Linked DNA regions of Mus musculus: region 2 is linked to region 1. Evidence: chromatin contacts called from public Hi-C data. All regions are on one chromosome and are shown on one strand. Each heading gives the region's core, a stretch centred on a gene start, on an enhancer-like site or on the middle of the called end of the contact. The rest is flanking DNA. Distances are from core to core; before and after follow the strand shown.

Region 1 (4,048 bases), core at 949-3,448:
GTCCAGCTCCTCAATGCCAATGCCATCGTCCTCGGAGCGGGCCAGCACTGCCGTGTAGCGGGGACAGACCTTCAGGTGGTCCACAGACTTGAAGTCATGAAACTGCAGTGGACAGTCCTTCAGCTCGCTCATGGCCCAGGAGGTGGGACCCTGTAAAATTAGAGGGGAGAAGGCCATTGGATAGGAGACAAAGTAGCATGGGGAGAGAGACCCAACAGAGCCCTGACTGTACCCCAAGCTAGGTTGACTTCACTGAATTATGCACATAACCTTAAAAGGGGGGCCTTTTGCCATGCTTTTCATTCATTCATTCATTCATTCATTCATTCAACATAATTTCTCTGTATAACAACTCTGGCTGGCCTGGAATGAACTCTATAGACCAGGCTGGCCTTCAATTCAGAGATCACCTGCCTCTACTGGGATTAAAGGCGTGTGCCACCACTGCCTGGTTTCTTTCTTTTGACAAAGAAAGGAAAAAGACTCCAGAAGAGTATGTACACATGCCTAGACTCCTAACTGCAATTTATTGTCTTTTTTTGTTTTGGTAGCACTGAAGGGTCTCACACATCTCCAGACCCTACCTCACCCCCATTTTGGGGTGGGGGAGACAAAAATCTCATTATGTAGTCTTGAGTGGCCTGATACTCATTTGCTACATAGATCAGGATTCATAGAGCTCCCCCTCCCGACCCCCACCCCAGAAAGCACCTGCCTCTGAGTGCTGGGATAAAGATATGCACTCAGGTTGGTCTCAAACTAGCTATGTAGCCAAGGTTTTGTCTCCACCTCCCAAGAGATGGAATTTTAGGCATGTACCACACCTGATTTATACAAGCGCTTGTTCATTCTAGGCACAAATTCTCCAAACTTAATTATGTTACAGTTACATCCAGCCCCCCCCCCCTTTCATGAATTCCAGGCCTTGAACTTATGATCCACCTGCTTTAGCCTCCCAAGTCACTAGGTGTACAAACCTGCATGATTAGGCCGGCCTCCTAGTTGCAATTTGAACCGCAGAAGTCTGGAATCTGCAGCATTAAGGAAGAGGAGATACTAGTGTGCCCTGTCTTCCTATGTCCTCTGTTTCCCTACGTTGGGTCGTTTCTAGCATTCTATTTGACAGGGTTCTCCCTGCCTCCTCTTGTCTCACTCCATTCCACCTCTGCACCTTCTCTGTGTCCCTGGCTAGTTTGGAACACAGGCTGGTCAGGTGAACAGAACTAAGTTCCAGCCCATTTTCTTATGTGCGTTTCTAAACATGTTATTTAACCTGAATCTCCGGTTTTTGTTTGTTTGTTTGTTTGTTTTTCTTTTTTCCAGGACAAAAGATGATGCCTCAGTCTATTTCCCCATTAAGAAGTATAAATCTGTAAAATGGGGGCATCGAGAATTACCTACCTCCCTGGAATGTTCTGAGGATTAAGAGGTGATGCTCGTCAAGTGCCCAGTTCAGTGCCTGGCACAGAAGTGGGACTGCTTAATGGCTGGCTCCACCTGTGTGTCGCCCCAAGATCCCGCCTCCAGGGTCCTCGTCCTCTAGGGAGCCCCTAACACAACCCCCGCCTCTCCTACCTCCTCTCTGCGGCCTCCTACAGGCCCTGGGCCGCAGGAGGGGGCGGGGAGTTCAGGGCGATCGGAGCAACTGCTCCGGAACTGGCTATGGGCGGGCCCCCTGCAGTTGACGCGAGGGCGGGGACGGCCAGCCCAAGGTGGCCTGTAGGGCCGGGGTGGGGGTGGGGGTCTAAGGCCACCTACGAATCTCCGGGAGGTGGAATGCTAGGCCTGAGGAGTCCCGGGCTAGGAAGCAGCCCGGGGCTGGGGTGGGGCCCAGAGCCCAAATCTCAAGGGACTGGCTACCCGGCCGAACCCTACGGTTGCAAATGGGAGGAGCCCGGAGAGGATAGGGGAGCACCACCGGAAGAAACGTTTCTCCGGTTCGGCCTGTCCTAATTTGGTGCCCAACCTGAGGTCGGGCTGTACTATTGTCACACGGGGGGAGGCTACAACCAAAGCGACAAGCACTAAAGGCGCTGGCGGAATATGTGTAGCGATCCAAGGGGACTCGACCGCTACTGTCTCATAGCAGGTCTTCTACAAGTCCCAGAGGTCCCAGTGTGAAATCGCCCCGGAGATCTGAATATCTCTCGGCTCTCCCTCCCCGGTCCTACCCGAGATGGTCCAGCCCGGAAGTGCTGTCGGAGACTGCGGCTGCGCCTCTCTCGAAAGGGCAGGCGTCGCGGGTCCGGGCACTTCCGCACTTCCGCTTTCCGGCCCAGACAGCGCCCGCGATGGTGAGAGACCAGGGGTTGGGGTCCTCCCTGTGTTTTGCCTGTAGAGGCTGTGGGTCTGGGGGAGATGCTGCTTGCCGCTAGGGCTTGCGGCCCGAGGTTGCCCCGGGATGAGGAGGCACGGGGAGGATGGAGAGGCAAAGGGTGGGGCGAGGGCCGAGGCGAGGAGGAAGGGGCGAGCCAGGAGGCTCTCTGAGCAAGAGCAGGCCCGGAAGCTTCCAGGTTGGGAATCCCGGGCTAGAATGACCTCTCCCCGATGTTCGGAGGGGGCAGGAGACCGGGCTGCGAAGCCCGTGGTGGTGGCTTGCAGCTGAGGTAGGACCGCTCTGCGGGGCCTCCTCTCCGTCCACGGTAGAGGTTGGCTAAGTACAACCCCCTGTCCCTGCCTGCCTTCGCGGTCTCACGGGACCTCGAGGCAAGTGTCCACTTCATCTTCTTACTTCTTGGCGCTTCCTGGAAGCCTTGCCTTCCAGCTCCCAATGAAGGTTCTGTGTTGCTTGCCTGCATTCAGACTCCTTCCTAGATGTGCAGAACCGTGTTGACCTTAACGTGTGTAAATGTTGATGGCCGCTGGTCCTCCTCTTTCATGCTCGGGTTTGGGATCTGTGGGTGCTCCGTGCAGTTGTTCTCCGAAAGGTCCCAGGCTTCCCACTACTTTCTCTGGTCAGCCCTTGACGACCTGAGTTCTAAAGGCTGGACTGCTTGTTGCACGCCCGGGAATGCTCTCAGGGAAGAGACTTTGAAATTAGACCCTCTTTTTCAAAAGTCACTTTTTAAAGCTTGCTCCAGTGTTAGTCCTAACTGGTTTCATTCCTTAGCGTGAAAGCCATTTCCTGCTGACTGAGTTTTGACTTTGCGTTTTTAAGCATTCAAGTTTATTGTACAATTTCTTCAAGCCACTAAAGGGTAACTATCACAGGGCTGGTCATCTAAAATTTAGTTTTCTTTCAATGAACCTTGACAAAATAATCAGGTAGCCACAATCGAGGTAGAGAAAAGAATATTCTATCACTTTCCCAACGGTACTTGTCACCGCACACAACTAATTTTGCCTTTCCGGTTTTGCCTCTTCTTGGTTGACATAAGAGAATGCTGTGGTATGGAGCTAGAACCCACTGCTGAACTACATGACAGCTGTTTTTTAGCCTTTATCCCCTCTGTCTGATGTTTGTCTGTCCGTGATCCTGTGCTTGTCTCCGCTGCCCCACGCAGCCTGTGCCTCTTCTCTGCCACAAGTCTCACTTCCTTCTCCATCCCGTCCTCCAGAGAGCCTCTGTGCAGCGGTAGCCCTGTAACTTCCTTCTCAGAAAGTCCCAATGCTTCCTGCTACATTGAGAGAAAAACTCAGTGGAAAGCATTCTAGACTGTCTAGGGTTTTATCCCAGCCTGCCATTGCAGCCTGATCTGTGCAATTTAAAGCAGTTTTCACATACAGAAACCTTGCACTCGTTACCAGTTTGGAAAGTCTTAATGCTCTTGTGTAAATCTAGCCCTGCTTAAGTTAGTTCATTTGTTCATTTACTCTCCAGAAAATTGGTTTGACCTGATGTATAGGAGGTGCTGGGCTAGATACAACCTGACAACTGAATAGAAGTTGATGTCTGTAGACCACGAGAATTACAAACTGGTGAAGGAAAAATTTATTCCTAACGTTCTGTTGTGAATTTTATGTAAAGTGAACATACCATAAACTGTAAGAAATGCATTGAGGGGGAAGTCAAAAAGGCCACTTTGAGGAAGGAAGGGGCCTTCTCCAC
Region 2 (4,048 bases), core at 1,032-3,531, 6.7 Mb after region 1:
GATTTTAGAGATGGAAACACACAAGGCAGTTCATTATTGCAGAGGCTTAGAAGAGAATGAAGTGTACAGGAAAAAAAGGTTTGATATTTACTTAAAGCAAAAGAAAAAAAAAAAATTCCCAAAGGCTGAGGATATATTTAGCTCAGTGGGAAAGCACTTGTCCAGGCCCCACTTCTTCGATCCCCAACACGAAGGGAAACCCTTTTCCAATAATTCCATGTCTCCTGCCTGACATTAAACACACAAGTTTGTACTTAAATGACTCTTTTTACCCCTGGCTGATAACAATCCTTCTTGACACCAATAGTTCCTATCTTTTCCAAACACCTAACTAACTACAAGCTCCACAATCTCCCAATTTCAACCTCTTTGGACACTAGTCTTCCCGCCCTCTCAGAGTCAGAGAATTACAAGTAAAGAGTGAACTCGACAAACTGGCTTAACAGAGCCAAATTTGGGATCCAAACGACCGAATAAGAAAAAAGGGGGTGGGGCATTACCTGCAATTCACACCAGGCGACTTCCACAGTGGTTTCGGTGTCCAGACCTTTGTAGACTGTCTTAAAGGAGCCTCTGCCGATTTCGATGTCAAATTTGAGAAAGCGACCGTCATTGGACATTCCCACTGCCTTGGTCTCCAGCTCTTCGATATCATCCTGTTGCTGGCTCCTATCCTCCTGCGCCTCTTTGGCGCTGGCGCCACCACTGCCACTTCCACTTCTGGACGGCGGTGGCTCCTCTTTGCTCCCCACGAGGCTGGGCTGGGACACCGGGCGGTCTTTGCTGGTACTGCTGGGGACGGTCGTGGTGGCCGAGCCTACAACGGCTTGTTCCCCAGGGGAGGCAGCAGCCGAGGGTTGCTGAGACACCTGGGAAGCAACGGTGGCGGTCAAAGTTTCCTCTCTGTGAGGTTCGGGTGGAGCACTCTGGGGCACCACTGCAGGTACACTAGGTTGCGGGATAGAGAGAGGGAGGCCCGGCAGCTCCAACGCGGTGGCATTGGAGTCGCAGATGACGCTTCGGCGGAAGAATCGGTGCTCCGTGGGGGTGGTGGTGGCGGCCGCCCCACGACTGTCCTTGTCCATAGTGTGCCGGCGGCGCCGATATTCCTCCGTCCTGCCAACTCCCGAGTCGGCGACCGTAGCCCCCAGTTTCTCGCCCACGGAAGAATCGGAGCTTGAGCCATTCTTGGGGACGGGCGCCGGAGGCGTAAGGAAGCCCGGAGTGCCGCTTTGCTTCTCGGCGGCACCGTCAGACATGGTCGGTCCGATGGAGTGAAGAATGCGGGCTCGGATTTATGAATGAAAAGGGAAAAGGGTGACCCGGAGAAGCCACCAAGAAGTGCTGGGCAGCGCTCCTACGGCGGGCTCCGAACCACCGGACGACTCCCACTCAGCACTGACAAGGCGCCCCGAGGGCGACGCGGGACACTGAGTCCGGCTGCTGCGGCGGCTGCTGCTGCTGGCACCGAAGCTGCTGCGGCTCACGGGGCGGGCTCGTCGGCGGGCTAGGAGGGAGCGGAGCCACGGGGGTTAGCGCCGCACAGTCCGCATCCATCCTGCAGCGAGCGGAGGCCGGTAGGGCTGGGGCAGCAGAAGCGCCGCAGTCATGAGGAGCAGGGCGCGGAATTGGCTCCTGGGCGAGAGGATGCGACCCAAGTGAAGACGGCTAAGCTCCCTCCGCTGCCGCTGCCGCCGTCGCCGCCCGCCCGCCGAGCACGGCGGGATAGGCCCTGAGGGCGGAGGCACAGCGCGCGAGGGACGAGCCCCGACGCCGGGCGGTGGCAGCCCGGGGCACAGGAGTGGGAGGGGCCGCGCAGGGGAAGGAGGGCCGCGGCCCGGGTTCCCGGTCGCTCGCTCGCTCGCTCGCTCGCTCGGCCGCCGCCTCAGGCAGCACGCGCCCCGGAGAGGGGACCAGTCTCAGAGGGCGCCCATCACTAGATGCTGAGGGCCGAAGCCTCGAAGCCTCGAAGCCTGAGGAGCGGCCCCCCCCGTCCCCGAGGCCTCCCCGCCCGCCCCGGGCCTGGCGAACCTCTTCCCCTCTCTGGCCGGCGCCGGGGGCAGAGGAGGGAGGGAACTGTGGGGAGGGGAGGGCCGCTCACCGCGGGGCCCGGGCTCCGCTACTTCTCTGGCCAGGAGGAGAGGAGACCGAAAGAACTGGGAGGAGGGGGAGAGGGAGAGAAAAAGAGCAGTCACCCCACTAGGCGCCTTCTGTCAGCGAAGAAGGGAGTACGGAATAGCCGAGCAGAAGGAGCGCGTCCGCCCGGGAAAACTCTCCGCTTTAAATGGCGCCGATGTCTGAAGCCTCCACACAGCCCGCTTGGACCCCGCCCCCCGCCGCCCGGGGCGGCCCCGCCCACATCGCGCTCGGGGGGCTCTCGCGCAGGCGTGCCGAGCTCGAGGCACGATGGGATTTGTAGTTTCGCGGTGAAAACCGTGAAAGGAACCCGGGAGGAACGCGCCTACTACTTCCGTGATGCCCTGCGATTGCTCTAGCCTGGTGCCTCCTGGGAATTGTAGTTCCTTTTTTTGAAAACCGCCCCATCTGAAAGCCTGATGGGAGCGTCATCGTGGGTCGCTCAATTCCGTTCCAAACTCAGTGCTCGCTATCAAAATCATTATTTAGGAATCAATTGCAAAAGAAGAGAAGAAAGGAGAAGAAAAGAAAGGAGAGAATGAGAGACTTCCGTCATGTTCTGCTTAGATAGCTCGTAGAGCTGCCATGCAATGAAAAATGATGTTGTTCGTCTTTAATGGAGAGCCTCCTTAGTGTTGTGACTAGGGGTGTGGGAGTGGAGAAGGAGGTAAAGCTGAATAACCTGAGCCTGAATTCGAAGACTCCCAGAAAACTTTGTGAAGAGTGCACATACCATCACTGTTGATTAGATGGGTGAGGGTAAACAAAATATATTCCATCCTTCTCTTCTTCACAACAACTAAAGCCGCATGCTCATCTCCAGTTTCCAAACAAGTACTTTGGCTGCAAAGATGGGCTGCCTACTAAATAAAACCCAGGATCAGAGCGAACCTCTTTGCTTTGCCGGAAACTTAACGGGAACGGGAGGTGTAGGGGGCGGGGAGAGGCGGGTGACAAGCATGGGAGGAGGTCGAGTTCGAAGATATTCTACATCTTTAATCTTTGATTACAAACTTGAGAGGACATAGTTGACTTTTGCCTCTATATTTGAGTAAAAATTATTTTCCTTTTGTTTTCTTATACCCTGCCTCGGTGGCTCAGTAAAACATCCCCTTTCTGTACTACACTTGCATATGTACACATATGTAATTTATACCAAGGCGCGGATCTCCGGAAACCTAGATCCGTGCAGTTTACAGTAATGGAATTCTTCTCTTCAAAATATCTTTAGTGCTTCCTGGACCACCTTTGCTACTACGTAAGATTATAGTTGTGATGAGCACCAGGGGGCACCAGACAGAGTAGGAAACCAAATTTATGAGCCAGATGGCAGTTACAAGTCTTAACCCAACCGGTGAGAGCGGGAAGCGCTTAAACGTACGCAACCGCACCCGAGCGTGAATACGCTGCAGTCGCAGCCCAGGACTGGAGCGAGCTCTGAAGCGCGTTTTCCTTGTCCAAGACTATATGAGAGGATCTCTGAGTGATTTGGAAGCGGCTAAACGGAAGATTCCTTGACTCAGTGTATCTAGATAAACTTCGCATAGAGAAGTCTTGCTATACAATTAATATTAACTTATCAGAAACGTTTAAAAAGAAGTCAGCACGTTTCCTTTTTTTTTTTCTTGCCGAAATCTACCATGTAAGTTTTAGTGTTTGTTTGAACCCTATGGCTGTTAGATTTAATAAAGAAGGCAGGTTGTGAACAGTTTGAAATACAAGTGCAGAAGGGGCAGGAAGAATACTGAAATATTAGTGCTCTACTGTTTTAGAAAATCATTAGTTCACTTTATTAATGGTAAGTCTGTTTTAGTACATTTAATTAGTGGTTTATCTCCAGTGATAAATCTAATGTCAGCAAATGAAGAAGTAACTATGAAGTGCATTTTTCTTGTACTTCTTAAGACTGTTG

What was found. A called contact is a pair of places that touch in the nucleus more often than the background predicts.
Region 2: a Hi-C map of B cells shows a contact between it and region 1, with 6 read pairs. The contact joins the promoter of Wnk1 here to the promoter of Arpc4 in region 1.

What each region holds. Positions count from the first base shown.
Region 1 is chr6:113,375,915-113,379,962 of GRCm38.p6, forward strand. It overlaps Arpc4 (actin related protein 2/3 complex, subunit 4), which reads left to right and starts at 2,199. Exons shown (of 6, transcript NM_026552.3): 1 at 2,199-2,294. The coding sequence starts at 2,292. Tada3 (transcriptional adaptor 3) reads right to left here and starts at 1,924. Exons shown (of 10, transcript NM_001372392.1): 1 at 1,402-1,924; 2 at 978-1,031; 3 at 1-150. The coding sequence starts at 983.
Region 2 is chr6:120,036,374-120,040,421 of GRCm38.p6, forward strand. It overlaps Wnk1 (WNK lysine deficient protein kinase 1), which reads right to left and starts at 2,282. Exons shown (of 28, transcript NM_001199084.1): 1 at 501-2,282. The coding sequence starts at 1,259.